3 separate regions of the Mus musculus genome follow, and regions 1 and 3 are each linked to region 2. The links are chromatin contacts, called in public HiChIP or PLAC-seq maps. All regions are on one chromosome and are shown on one strand. The core of a region is the stretch at or near the end of the contact, and the rest is flanking DNA. Distances in the headings are between cores, read along the strand shown. Region 1 has its middle 210 kb from the start of n-TVcac5. Region 2 holds the start of Nxph1 (neurexophilin 1). Region 3 has its middle 270 kb from the start of n-TVcac5.

Evidence for each region. HiChIP or PLAC-seq counts read pairs in DNA pulled down with a chosen protein or histone mark.
Region 1: an H3K27ac HiChIP or PLAC-seq map of oligodendrocyte precursor cells shows a contact between it and region 2, with 7 times the contacts expected there. The contact joins the enhancer-like site here to the promoter of Nxph1 in region 2. A contact is called at or near these places in 5 of 39 promoter capture datasets (the 3T3-L1 cell line, embryonic stem cells, liver and 1 more) and 3 of 115 datasets of contacts at active chromatin or transcription factors (embryonic forebrain, embryonic hindbrain and oligodendrocyte precursor cells).
Region 3: a contact with region 2 is called in an H3K4me3 HiChIP or PLAC-seq map of embryonic basal ganglia, with 6 times the contacts expected there. The contact joins the enhancer-like site here to the promoter of Nxph1 in region 2. A contact is called at or near these places in 7 of 39 promoter capture datasets (embryonic stem cells, frontonasal cranial neural crest, hippocampal neurons and 3 more), 2 of 484 Hi-C or Micro-C datasets (both in cortical neurons), 8 of 115 datasets of contacts at active chromatin or transcription factors (SST interneurons, astrocytes, embryonic basal ganglia and 5 more) and 1 of 9 other capture datasets (embryonic stem cells).

What each region holds. Positions count from the first base shown.
Region 1 is chr6:9,884,521-9,889,304 of GRCm38.p6, forward strand. No RefSeq gene overlaps it. Among named protein-coding and RNA genes, the nearest start is that of n-TVcac5, 210 kb to the right of the region's middle. Within about 2 kb of position 2,206, at least 4 of the 459 cell types and tissues checked have an H3K27ac peak or open chromatin away from gene starts, as enhancers often do. A contact at or near this core is called in oligodendrocyte precursor cells, where this site is marked.
Region 2 is chr6:8,947,114-8,951,871 of GRCm38.p6, forward strand. Nxph1 (neurexophilin 1) reads left to right here and starts at 2,906. Exons shown (of 2, transcript NM_008751.5): 1 at 2,906-3,194. The coding sequence starts at 3,141.
Region 3 is chr6:9,832,269-9,836,890 of GRCm38.p6, forward strand. No RefSeq gene overlaps it. Among named protein-coding and RNA genes, the nearest start is that of n-TVcac5, 270 kb to the right of the region's middle. Within about 2 kb of position 2,868, at least 11 of the 459 cell types and tissues checked have an H3K27ac peak or open chromatin away from gene starts, as enhancers often do. A contact at or near this core is called in SST interneurons and embryonic basal ganglia, where this site is marked.

The sequences.
Region 1 (4,784 bases), core at 956-3,455, 940 kb after region 2:
ACTACTAAGGTATTGAAGGATCTGTATGATAAAACTTCAAGTCTCTTTAGAAAGTAATAGAAGGTCTCAGAAGATGGAAAGATCTCCTATGCTCATGGATTTTCAGGATTAATATAGTAAGTATATCTATCTTGCCAAAAGAAATTTACAGATTCAATGAAATCCACATCAAAATTCCAACTCAATTCTTCACCAAGTTAGAAAGGTAAATTTGCAAATTCATCTGGAATAACAAGAAACCTAGGATAGCAAAATCTATTCTCAACAATTAAAGAACCTCTGGTGGAATCACCATGCCTGACCTCAAGCTGTACTACAGAAAAATTGTAATAAAATCTGCATGGTACTTGTACAGTGACAGACAGGTAGATCAATGGAATAGAGTTGAAGACCCAGAAATGAACCCATACATCTATGGTCACTTGGCCTTTGACAAGGTAGCTAAAATCATCCAGTGGAAAAAACAAAGCATTTTCAACCAATAATGCTAGTTCTACTGGCAGTTATCATTTGGCAAAATGTGAATTGATCCATTCCTATCTCCTTGTTCAAAGCTCAAGTCTAAGTGGATCAAGGGACTTCATATAAAACCAGAGACACTGAAACTTATAAAGGAGGAACTAGGGAAAAGCCTCAAAGATATGGGCACGAGGGGGGGGGGGGATTCCTAAACAGAACAGGAATGGCTTGCGTTGTAAGATCAAGAATCAACAAATGGGACCTCATAAAATTGCAAAGCTTCTGTAAAGCAAAAGACACTGTCAATAAGACACAAAGGCCACCAACAGATTGGAAAAGGATCTTTACCTATCTTAAATCCACTAATATGAGGGTCTTTTCGCAGACTCCAGCACTAGCATATGCAATAGTGTCTGGGATTGGTTGTTATTTATGGGATGGATCCCTGGGTGGGGTAGTCTCTGGATGGTCCTACCTTCTTTCACAACTCTGAATTTTGTCTCTGTAACTACTTCCATGAGTATTTTGTCCTCCATTCTATGAAGGAGCTAAGTATCCACACTTTGGTCTTCCTTATTGTGTTTCATATGTTTTGCAAATAGTATCTTGGGTATTCTAAGTTTCTAGACCCTCACTCACAAAGACCACAGAGACTGACATTACTGCAAACCACAAGAGGTTGTTTTATTGGTCCAATGTGTTGGGGACCGCCCTCAGCACGCAGGCAAGAGGAGATACCTGAACAAAGAACACACTTTTTATATCTTGCAAGGGGCCGATTTAGGCAACAAGGCTAGATGGCTTGTTCTAATTGGCATAGCAAGTAACCTTTTCAGGCATTGGTTGGTTTGCATAGTGTGACTTTGGCCTAGTCCCTCACTCTGCCTACCCTTATGGTTTTTGTTTGTTTGTTTGTTTGGTTGTTTGTTTGGTTGATTGTTTTGATTTTTTGGGTTTTTTCTTAGCATTGTTTAGTGGGCCAGCTTCCTTATCTGGATCTTCACTTGGCCTGCTAGCATAGTTTGGAAATCCCTTCAAAGGGGAAAGGGGCTTAGTGGTCTTGAATTTATTTTGTACTCTACATTTCCACCTTTTTCTCTTTCATTTCAATCCTGAAATGATGTCTCACTTTTATTTTCCAGCTGTTGATATTTTTGTCTGAGCATCAAAATTTGTAGTATACTCATGTGTTTTTGAATAAAAGCTAGTAAGCATTTAAGGATGCATGGGTGAAAGTTTAAGAGCAGAAACAGGATAAGAAGGTGTAGTAAGCAGGACTAGGTAGGGACCCTTCCAGCAAGGCTCAAGGGTCTGGGTATGATGGTGGTACATGTAGATCTGATCTCTGACTGGAACTAGTGAGATATCTTTGGGGTACCTGTCTCATTCGCTGCAGCCAGTTGTGACCAGTCTTCCTTCTACACCACCTGCAAGGCTCTTAACCTAGCATACAAATCATTATTACAACAACATGTGGGTTCAATCACATCATTTAAGACAGCAAGGGACATGGGAATCCCATAAAGGATCTCAAAAATGTAAGCCTGAATTGAGAAGGAGTATTTCTGGTTCTAAACAGGGTAAGGGGGAAATCACCATCCAGTCTGTGCCAGTCTCCATGGTTAATTTTGTCAAGGTCTTTTTTAGGGTTCTATTCATTCTTTCTATCTGTCCTGAGTTCTGCCATCTGTACACACAATGTAATTTCCATTCGACCTCTAAAAGGACTTAGTCACATCTGGGAGGCCCAAAGCTGGAGCGGTCTTAATGACATCGAAGGCTTGTTGTTCTTTATTTCCCCATACAAAGGGCTGTTTATCTCTTGTGAGTGGGTAAATTGGGGCCACTAATTTAGCAAAACCAGGAATCCACAATCTACAAAAGCCTGCAGTGCCCAGGAACTCTCTAACTTGTCTTGAGCTGGTCCGTGAGGGAATATGAAACAGTCTCTTTTCTAGCTTCAGTGAGCCATCATTGCCCCTCTTTTTCTTCTTGGGGGAGTCTCTCACCCAGTGCCCTTTTTTCTTTACAATAAACACATTGATCTTTAGCCAAAGGCTCTCTGCAGTTGCCCAGTAATGTCTCACTAGGCTCCTTAGTTTCCTCGACTACTCTGGGCAGTGTTTTATGCAAGTTTTCTCTTCTCTCGTATCCCTTTTTAATTACCTGGCTTCCTGTTCCTTCTGTTTATTATTCTCAAGTGCTAGCATATCAGCATGTGCCACCTTGCCAGGCTCTAGTCTTTGTTCTTTACCTCTCTTTGCTCCTGTTTTCCTGACGGTAATGGAGATATCAGACAATGTTCTCTCTCTCTCTCTCTCTCTCTCTCTCTCTCTCTCTCTGTCTCTCTCTCTCCATCCCTTTGATCCTCCTCCTTGTCTTTGCTTCCTTTGGATGTTATTCAACTATCATGTCCCCATCCTGTCACCTATACTCCCTGCATAGTTCACCTCTGCCCTAGTTTATCCTTCTGTCTCACTGCACATCTGATTCTGACTCTGGTCTCTGTCTTTGTCAGCCTGTCTTTGTGTCTCCCCACTTGTGCTTTGTCCTTCTGCCCATAATGCTTCCTATTTCTGTATAGCAACCCTTCCTCTTGTCTGCCTCACCCATCTCATAATTCTGTCTAATCTCCTTCATCACTATTTCCACCTTTCCTCATTGTTAATCTTTCCATTTGTCACTGTCATCCACCACTTCTGAGTCTGCTGAAGCTTTGCTCTTCCTTACCCTCGACATCTCCTTGCCTAGATTCTCTGTGGGTTGAATCTTTCTTCTTCACGTCTTAGCTCACTTCTTAGCAGTGCTTTTCTTCCTTCGTTTCTCCTCCTCTGTACTTTCTTATCAACCTGCATGAATCTCTTACCAACTTGTCCTGCAACTGTTCTATCTTATGTAACATCCTTTTACCTTGGTCAGATTGGTGGAGCACTTCCCAACCCCACGGAGACCAGCGATAGACTTTCAGGTGCTCCCTACCTTCCATGAACCCAGTGTCCATGTCAATAGGCAGCTGAGAGGGCCTCCCATCCACACCTGGTAAGTTCTTCCCAGCCTCTAAGAAAATTCTCTGCCTCTTCTCTATGGTGAAGAGAACCTCAGTCGGGTGCACTGGGGCCTCACTGCGAGCACTGGCAGCCTGCAGCAGTCCTGCTGTCAGGGGATGCACGGGAGTGGGGGGCCAGGCTCGCCCCTCAGCACCACAGTGGTGAGCATCTTGCTCCACCTTGCTCTGCCTCACTCTGCCTCACGTGCTCATGACAGTCCAGAGGTGAACGTGAGGAGGATGAGAATGGGTGTGTGGCTGCCTGAGGAGGCAGGGGAATGCAGCGCCTGCTGCCCGGGCCACACTGGGAAGATGTGACAGAACTCACTTGGCTCTGGGTCTGCAGGCAGGGCCAATGATCTGCCACCTTGGTGATTCAAGGACAGTGGTGGTGCCGGCACACCACTGGCTGCTCTCTGGAATTGGGGAGAAAAGGGGGAATAGGGATGTGGGGAAGGATCTGAAAGGAGGAGGTCAGCATTGGGGTCTGACAGTATTTTCTTTTTAGGCTTTTTTCTGGAGGGCATAAATACCAACTGCTAGGGGACCTGTGGATGGGAGAATAGGGTAGGCCCAGAGGGATGGATAGTGTCTGTCCCATGATTCTCAGAACAGTCATCAGTCCAAGTCTAAACATAGAGACACACCAAGACACAAAGACATACAACTGAAACCATCCTCGAGGCAACTGTCACAGAATAAAAACCGAGTCAGATGGCCAAGGTCGATAACTTCCCCTGCCCAGATTTTCGTCAAGATAAAGTGACACAGTAATACAACAGAAAACAAGTAAGACAAACAAGGCCAATACAAGGCATTCTATATGAGATTTAGACAAGCTTGATACTATCGATATCAGGAGGTAGCTGAATCTTAGCTACCCTGGGTAGAGAAGGACCATCTCCAATCCAACTTACCACCGGGAATCTGGATCTGAGACCAGTTGGTCCTCTCCCAGGATCAAAACAGCCTCTAAAACCTGAGACTTGGTCATCCCTTCCTGAGACTTAACCAGCCTCCCAAACAACAAACAGAGACAGTGGACATGAACAACACAAAAGAGAAAGTAATACAAACCTGCTCAAGCATACCTGTGACGCACAGTGTCTGGGTCTTGAGGAGGATCTTCCCAGCCAAAACACCTAATGTTGTTGTCTGCAAAAAGACCCTCACTCAAAACAACCACAGAGACTGACATTGTTGCAAACTATAAGAGGATTTTTTTTTATTGATCCAAACCATTGGGGACCCTCCTCAGCACACACTGGGAGAGACCCAG
Region 2 (4,758 bases), core at 1,656-4,155:
TTCTTCTTTCAGCTTTATGGAACATAAAAATTCTAATAAATGGAAAGATCCAAGTCAGCATTGACATCATGCTCTGAATCCAAGTATATTAGTTTTAAAGAGTTTTCCAGAGTCCTCATTAGAAAGCATACTCCTACTCTGCCTCAATGAATTCCAAATGATTACAGTGGCAGGGTACAACTTATGAAATTAGGAGAGTTTTCTTTTTAAAGAGCCAGTTCTAGTGGGAAGATAATACATTCCTCAAAGCAGAGGAAACTCAGTCCTGAAGTGGGATCTAATTTGTGGCCTTTTGGAAAGATCTGATTCTCAGTGGGCATCCTCTGGCTACTGCTGCTCATGAGCCTGGGACTTTTGCTTGACTGTCATTGCTATGTTTGTTGGGTGTCCTGGGCCCACTAAGGGAATTCAGCCCGTGATTAACACGTCTAATATGCACACTGAGTCTGGGTCACATAGACTGGAACAGAATCCACAGAGCCTGGGGTGTCCAGGAGGGTGGGGTGGGGTGGTGGAGAAACTCTAATGCTCGTTTAAAATCCCAATTCTAATTTGGTGCTATGAACTCAGGCTCCTGAGGTATAGACTAACATCAAAACATGGTCCGCAGTGTGTATCTATCACTCAAGATCAGGCTCTGACTAATGGAGAGCGAAATAGCCAGCATTCGAGAAAGGCCTTTATTGATGCCCACCCCTGCGGCCTGAAAGTGGGCATGTTAGAAGAAAGACCTGGTCTCAGTCTTTATGGAGCTGATCCCATGCTTGAGTGTGGGAGAGGGTGAAGGCCACAGGGAAAGAACCAGAGCTGCGGTTTGAGGGGGAATGGTGGGCGCTTGGGGAAGCATGGACATATGGAGAGAATGGGTTTGGGAAAAAAATTTAAACATAAGTAAAAAGATGCAAGGGCACAGAAAAGACTTAGGGGAGAGAAGGAGAGAGGGAAGAGCAAGAGAGAAAGATGAGAGAGGGAGAGATAGAACACAGATAGAAAATTTTATCCCCCTTTCTTGTTTTGCCCAGCCCTTGGAGAAGAGTCCAGAGTCCAAGGTCGCACAGTCCTCTCTGCTGCCTCGCTCGCTGAATGGCTGGCAGTCCGCAGCATCCCCGCCTCTGGCCACCGCAGCCACAGGTTTACAGTTCCCGGCAGCAGCGCCCCTCCCGAAGCCAACTGGAGCACCCTACTCTCTCCAGCACCCACCGTTGCCCTGTGCACCTCCCTGCCTCACTTCTCGCCACTCCCCTGGCGGTCGCTTTCCTCCCAACGACCCCCTCCCCCCCCAGGGGGTGCTTTGGCCACCAGAGACGCAAGCAGGGCTCATTCCTCCCTGAGGGCCAGGAGGCCCGCAGAGAGCCTGAGAGTGGAATCTATTTACACGCGGTATTAATTAGTCTTTGAGGAGTCGTTCACCCACGTGTCAATGTAATTGTTGGTGTCCCGGCTGTAGGCTCGACCAGCCGCGACCGGGAAGAGAAAACCGCTCAGTCGCGGCGGGGAGTTGAAACCGCGCTCTGCGGAGCGTCCCCCCGTGGCCGGGCAGGACCTCGGACAGCGCCCGCGACACCAATCCTTAGTCGCCTTGGGGCTTTCCAGCCTTGCTGGTAAAGCTGGGGCTGCTTCCTGTGCTTGCAGCTTCCAAAATTTCGTCACCACACCCCTTCTGAAACTGGGACTCATCGCGCCTGTTGTGTGGCTTTCTTTTTCTTCCGAAAGGTTCGGGTCTTATCGCTCAAGTTCAAGTCCGGAGGACTTGCCCAGTCTCCTCCCCTTAAGTCATTCTCTATCCTCTGGCAACCGCGGAAATCCGGGAGTCCTAGGCTGCTGGTGTCAGTGCCAACACAGGCAGTCCGGGTCGGTCGGGTGCAGCAACCGGGCGCATTCGTCTCTCTCCCTCCCTTTCTTCCTTCCTCCGTCGTCTTCTCTACCTGCCCCTCCTTCTCTTGCCTCTTAAGTTTCCTGCACCGGGAATTCAACTGTGCCAAGCCTAGGCTCCCGCGGACCAATCCGGATCGCGACCCGGGCACTGGGACAACGACTCCGCCAAGGCTGGACGAGGCAGCTGGACCTGTCCTCGCCCGAGCATGGAGACGGAGCTCCGGGGAGGGCACGTCCCGGGCGCTGGAGACTCCAGGCCGTAGTAGCTCCTCCATGGAGCCTGTTCAGAGCGGTTCTTGCTCGCTGCATTTGCCTCCAGTCCTGTGCGGTATGTACCGGTCGCCTCCACCGTTCTTGGCAGGGACACGTTGGGGCAGGGTGGTGGTCATCACCAGGAAGGGACAGCGGGGTGAAACTCTTCTTGGGCATAAGGCATGTCTAATAGGTGACCCTCAGAGTCCCAGACAGGTTTCTACTGTAGAAGTTAGCAACTGGCTGTGCCCCTTCGTTCAAAAAAGTAGTGCTAGGGATGTGATTGTGGGTGTCTATCTGTATTTCAGGAGGTTCAAATGGGTAAACTGAGCCCCGCTTTCCTATATGCAAATTGCACCCCCCTCCCCACCCCCATTTCACGGGTACCTAATCCGGGTCAGTTCTACCTACCCTTGCCCTGCCCGCACCCCCCTCTCTCAGTCTCTTGCTCGCTTGCTTTTGCTATCTCTCTCTGCTGCTGTGTACGTGTGTGAACCCTGCCAGGGCTGGCGAAGAACCAGCCGCCGCCTTTAGTCCCAGCCTCCCGCCTTCAAACACTAGGGCAGGTCTGGCTGCCAGAGACAGTTGGCCTCCTAACCAGCCTGTGAGCTGCTCTCTCTGTGCCTAACCCCTTCTGGCCTCCGCCGTTCGGGCGCTGGCTTCCGAGACGCGCCGGGCTCTGGGAACCCCCTGCCACCGCTCAAGCCCGCCCGCTCGCTCGCCCGCCCGCCTGCGGACCGCACTCGCTTGTTCCTGGAGCTGGATTGGCTCGCTTTTCCAATCTTTGCGTCCCCCTTCCAAGCTTTTTGACTCCATCACTCCACACCAAGAGCCCCTTTCCCCTCGCTTGATCGTCAGCCTTGTCCGCGTGGTCATGGGATGTCTAATTTCATTTGTATCTAGGCTGCTGAGAGCGCTCCCTGCTCTGTAAAGTGGATGTCAGGTGGATCTATGTTTTTGAAGGAACAAAGACTCAGCCAAGGCACCGCCAAGGAAGTTTGAGAGGAGGGAGGATGCAGGCTGCGTGCTGGTACGTTCTTCTCCTCCTGCAGCCCACCGTCTACTTGGTAAGTGGCGATCGGTCCGGTCCGGCATCTTTGAGATACCTCCCTAGCCTGGAGGCCAAGCAACTGGGGTGAGAGGGGGGGGGGTGCGGGAGGGCGAGGCCGCCAGTTCAGTGAGAGCTGAGTGTTCCCAGAGAGTGGAAGAACTTTGGGAAGCTTTGGTTTGGATTCCTGCGAGAGTTTTTCAGGCTCTCATCCTCATTTTTTGCTCTATTTTCCGTCTCCCGGATCATGATTCTTAACAGGACCTTACAGGTCCAGAAACCAGGAGGTAGTAGGCGAGGATGCCTTGGGAGGAAGGGGAGAAGAAAGGTATTGGGAATCATGAAACTCTTAGCAGCACTTCTTCCCCCACCTAGTTTAAATGAAAGGGGGTGGAGGTGGGCTTGAAGAGCCGAACAGGAATCTACTCACTGCCCCACTGCCCCAGCGCCCCCAATTTGGGTTTGTGGCACATCAAGAAAGTGCAGGTAACTCCCTGAGACTTACAGGGGTGCAGCTGGTGTAAGTTTATCCGCCAGACACATAGCAAACGACCAGGCAGTTAGGTCAGAGATACACCTGCAAACATAACCCTCTCTCGCCTTCCAAGGTCCAGTTGCCATTAAATAACAGAAGCATAGTTTCAGTGAGGGGTTTCTTTTTAGGGAATGGCAAGCCTTGTCACTAGGGAGAGAATCTTGTCCTGTCCAGGTTCCTCCAGAATCAGTTTTCGGAGGTTTGGACTTGACACAATCTTAGAACCGACGCGGGGAGAATCGCTCTGTGTGGCTAGGGAGTTGTGGGCATCACCGCGAGCCTAGGAGAGTGTGATATTTTCTCCGCGTTTGATTTCTCAGAGGGCCAGGGACACTCGCGTTCTGCCGGCGAGGTTGAGCCTAGTGTTCTGAACTCCACAGCAGATTCCGGGCCACGGGAGTGCACCGAAAACTCAAGGTGTTCTGTGGAGGGGCGAGGAGCGCAGGCGCTGCGGTAGCAGCTGGAGTTTTCTAAACCGGCTGGATAAATGGGACTAAGAGTGGTGTTAGTGTCTTTCATTCCCAAGAGCTTCAGAATCCACCAGCCCGGATACTGTGCTATCCCTGCAAGTGGCCGTGTTTTTCGGTCTTAGCTCTGGCGCCTGCGATCGCGGGGCTGAGAGTTCTGTGAATCCGGTACATATGCGCGCGCGTGTGAGTACGTGTATTTACCCGGTTCCGGCTTCCGGCTGCATCTCAAGAACCCTCAGCGTTGCCAGTCTTTGCACCTTTATCGCCTGACTGTAGCAGAAGCAGACGCCAGAGGGCGCTGTGCATCAATGTCCTCGCCCACAGGACACCTTGGGGGTAAACAGGTGAAAGCCAGGGCAGCCAATCCAAAAGACAGCTTTTCAGACTGTCGCCGGTCCGTGCTTTCCCCGCTAGAATGCAGACGAATGCAAAAGGTGTCCTTCCTATTGCCCACCTTCGGTCATTATCGCTCTCACCTGTGTCCCGTAAGCCCACTGACATTGAAGACCCGGAGTTGGAGGGCAGAAAGTTCCATCAAAGAAAACAAAGCCTTTTTAATTTATTTTTTATTTTTAAAA
Region 3 (4,622 bases), core at 1,618-4,117, 890 kb after region 2:
AAGTTGCCTTGGGATGTGTCTCATTATAGGAATAGAAAAAAGTAACAAATTAACAGCAAGTGATCTTAACGGTGGAGAAGTCTTTCCAGTCACCAAACAACATGATTTATAGTGAAATATATAACACGTATATATCTGTAAGATATATCTGCATGTACTCTTAAATGCCTCAAATTGTATCGCTGCAATGGCATTTTATATTCACCATATATTTTGAAATGAGAAAGAGGATTTCTTCACTGATGGTGGGGAAATGTCACTTAGCAGTCTTACAAATCTAGTTCCTGCTTATGCAGCTTCTCTCTTTATATATTGAACAGAAAAGGTCTGAATTTATATGAACAAGCCTTAAATTGTAATGCCATAGTATATGCCTCAGCTCTTTTCTTCATCTTATACAGGAACTTCCTATCATAAAAACTCATGTTCTATGTTTAATTCTTCCATTAACAGACTTTAAAAAATATTTTTCAGAAGAGTTAACCTTTGGGCATTCAGAAGAGTTAAATATATATTCTCATAAATAATGTGAGTTTTTCAGACCGGAACCATTATGGGTAAGAGTTTTGACTGTGGGATGACAACCCCATCCCTCCACTTGATGTCCTGTCTTTTTACTGGAGATGGGCTTTACATTTTCCCTCTCCCCACTGTACAGCATTTCATCTAAGGTCCCTCCCTTTGAGTCCTGAGATTCTTTCACCTCCCAGGTCTCTGGTACATTCTAGAGGGTCCCCCCCCACACACTTCCTGCCTCCTGAGGTTGCCTATTTCCATTCTTTCTCCTAAGCCTCAGGGCTTCAGTCTTGTCTTCCAGCCCCCAATACCTGATCATATATACCCCCCCTTATATATACCCTGGAGTAGGCTATGAGTAAGATCTGGAAGCAGGATTTATTTATTTGCAATTATAACATTAATAAGAGTCTTTTCTCCTCTTTCATACCAGTAACTTTTGTTTACTTGCTTAGGTAAATAGCTAAACATGACAAGCACAGCAAACAAGAGACATTCACTAAGATAATTGAGATTATTGATGGCTACTAAATTATATTAGCACTTTATCCATAAATGTGTACTACCAGATAAATTTTATATAAAAGAATATAAGATAAATGTGATGAGAATGTTTTAAAGCAACTTTGTCCCATGTGACTTCATATGCTTCATGCTATATTTACACATCTTAATTAAGATCATTTTATTTTTAAATACTGAAAGGAAGGAAAGTGGTAAGACAAATGTAACTCATTTATATTTTTACAGCCTAGTACACATTTTATTTATATACTTCTCTTTTCTTCCTCATAATGGATTTTCATTTTTTTCCATTTATTTATTTTTGTTTTTTCGAGACAGGGTTTCTCTGTATAGCCCTGGCTGTCCTGGAACTACCTCTGTAGATCAGGCTGGACTCGAACTCAGAAATCTGCCTGCCTCTGACTCCCAAGTGCTGGGATTAAAGGTGTGCACCACCATGCCCGGCTTGAATTTTCATTTTTCATGGATGAATCCTCTTAAATTCTGGTCATTAAAAATGCAATCATAAACTGAGCTTGGTGGTGAACATATTTAATTCTGGTAGTTAGGAAACAGATAGGTGGGTAGTGGGCATCTATGAGTTCTAAGCCAGTGAGTTTGGGACAAGCGAGTGCTACATAGTGAGATGAGATCACTTCAAAAAAAGTAATAATATATATATATATATATATATGTGTGTGTGTGTGTGTGTGTGTGTGTGTGTGTGTATGGAGAATTGTTCATATATATATATGTGTGTGTATATATATATGTGTGTGTGTATGTATATGTATATATAAGTATATAAGTATATAGATATATATGTACATTTGATATATGGTATTGATTATTCATTTAGTTAAAATTATAAATTAAGTAGAAAAATGTATTAACTGTACTAGATATAATATTAATAGAGATAATGATATATATTCGTATGCAATTACATAAAAATCTTAATTTGAAATTGGCTGTTTATCCTTAGGCTTATAAGAATAAATTCATCATGATAATAAATTTGGATGTACATGAATACTCCCTGATGTCGTGTCGCAGAGTTAGCAGCTACTTTTCAAGTACTTAGCAGTAAGGAGAAATAATCAGAAAATAAGAATTAGTTTTATCATTAGCCATCTTTCAAGCCATTATCATGTGTGCCAACTAATGATTAAAACTTCTAGAACTTTCTCAACACTGAGTAGTTAAATAGTTAAGGAGATTCTGTTGGGGATTGAATTCAGCACCTCTTACTACAGGGAATAAAAGTTTCTTGAGGAAATAAATAAAGAAGAATAAAGAAATGAAAATAAAAATTATTTTGTGTTTAGAGATGACATGACTGTTATCTAAGTGCAGATTGGTTTTTTTCAAGTACCTGGGAACTGAGATTCCTTCAATAGTCCTTCCGGGGCGTGCATCTCAAACAACCTCATGAACTCAAAAAACAGTTAGGGTTCTTCCTCTGACTCAGCCTGAGCATTTTGTTGAATCTGCTCAAAGAATCAAGAATCAAGAATCAAGAATCAAGAATCGAGACGGGAGAGAGAGAGAGAGAGAGAGAGAGAGAGAGAGAGAGAGAGAGAGAGAGAGAGAGAGAGAGAGAGGGAGAGAGAGAGATGAGAGATGAGAGATGAGAGATGAGAGATGACGGGTTGTATTTTGTAGGGAGGAATGGTTTAAGAAAGGTTTAAATGGGCTGTGGCTGCCTTGTGTCAAGGCCTACAGTACAGGCATCACTAATTATTTATATCCTGCTGTTAAGCATGAAACAGGCTTGGCTGCCCTTACAGCAGCTGCAGTCTCTCCACGTGTGCAGCACCGTGAACTTTATGTGGGAGCTCTCCTGAAGAGCTTGCAGGGGCAAGGGGCACTACAAGCAGGTAGAATCATTGTCAGAAGAGCCTTTCTGAAGAGGCCTGGTGCACCGGCAGTAATTAATGCAGGTGGTATTTTAGACAAGGGCGCTAATGAGCTTTGATATGCATGCAGGTGAGGGAGTGCTGAATCAGTAGAGCCATTAATGAACCTATGACAGCCTAATTAGCTACAATTTAAAATCTATGGAATCTAATCAGAGGAGCTGAACACTGCTGCAAATCTGTGTATGAATGAGTCTTTCTAAATATTCCAATCTGTTGCTTAGTCACTGATTGATACTAATTGCTTTTTTTCCTCTATTGTGTATAGGAAAATGCCCAATTTTGTTCTGATAGGGGAGGACACAACATTGAAGTTAAATACCTAAGATGTTTTAGCTGCTTAAGTTTAATCAGTCGATGCTTAAAAAAATTCAACACAAAATTAATTTTCAACTCTGAATATAGATGATTTGAAATATATCACCAACTTCCTTATGTATTAAGTTGGCAAAGATAGTATAGCTGTTAATCAACTCCAAATCACCTCTGGGCAGTACGCAAAGGCACTATAACACACAAATACATAAAACACACAGATTAATCCATGATTTTTTTAAAAAGGGTTTTATTTATGCTAGTTATCAGAAGTAACAGGACAGTGTACTTTTATTGAATATATTAAGTAAATGTAGTTTTCCGAGGTTAAAACAATCTATTAAACATTTTTTCAGAGTACCTGAGCTAAATGCTCTGTCAGAAAATGAGACAGATTTTATGAAGGTGCACAGGGATCCTATTTTGTAGTGCCATTTCGTAATAACTGACGCATAAAAGGTACAAGCAGTTTTTCTACTTTGACATTTTACCCTTATACAGCACAATTCATCTGAGAACCTTAAAGAACTTTGTAGGCTCTGATTTATTGAGTCTTATAACACCACTGGAAGACAGGTCACTATGTCTATCCTCCTTTACAGTCAGCTCAACTGAGCTCCATTTGTTGAAGGTCACAAGGGAGTCACTGGAAGAACTATAAAAAGCAAAGCCAAAAGCCCAGAGAGCAAGTCCCTTACCTTTCCCGGTTGATAAATGGCAAGTTTCACAATGTTGACATTTACCAAAAATAAAATAAAATAAAATCTATGCATCTATTTTTTGAACATAAATAGAAAAAATCATTGTGAAATGTTAATATTCTAATTATGTGTTACCTTTTAAAGGTGATCTTTAATGTTTATCACTTTTGTTCCTTATATTGGTTTAAAATGAAGTGAAATAAATTACACCATCTCATGATTGCTGTCAGAACAAATCTTCATAAGGACGCTTCTCTTAGATTAGTGACCATGGCTAAGGCTGAAACCTAAAACAAAGATGAAAATAGAAAATCTTTGTAGTTATATTTTTAAAATACATAAGGAAGAAAGGGAGAAAAGGAAAGAAGGAATGCAGACCTTAAGTAATAAACAGAGGGAAGAAGAGAGGTAGGAAGGAAGTCAGAGAGATGAAATAAAGACAAAGTATGAGAAAGAGAAGGAAGAAGGATACCAGGGAAGTGGTGAGAAAGTGAAAGAGATACGTGAGAAACAGCACAGGGTACCTGTAAATAAAACCGCTAAAAGAAATTTACTGATGCAACTTCTAAAGGAATGTTGTTGACAGAAAAGATGGAGAGACATATAAACATGTATTATTTAGTGGGCACATTAACTACCAAGAGAAAGAAAAGATATATATATTTAT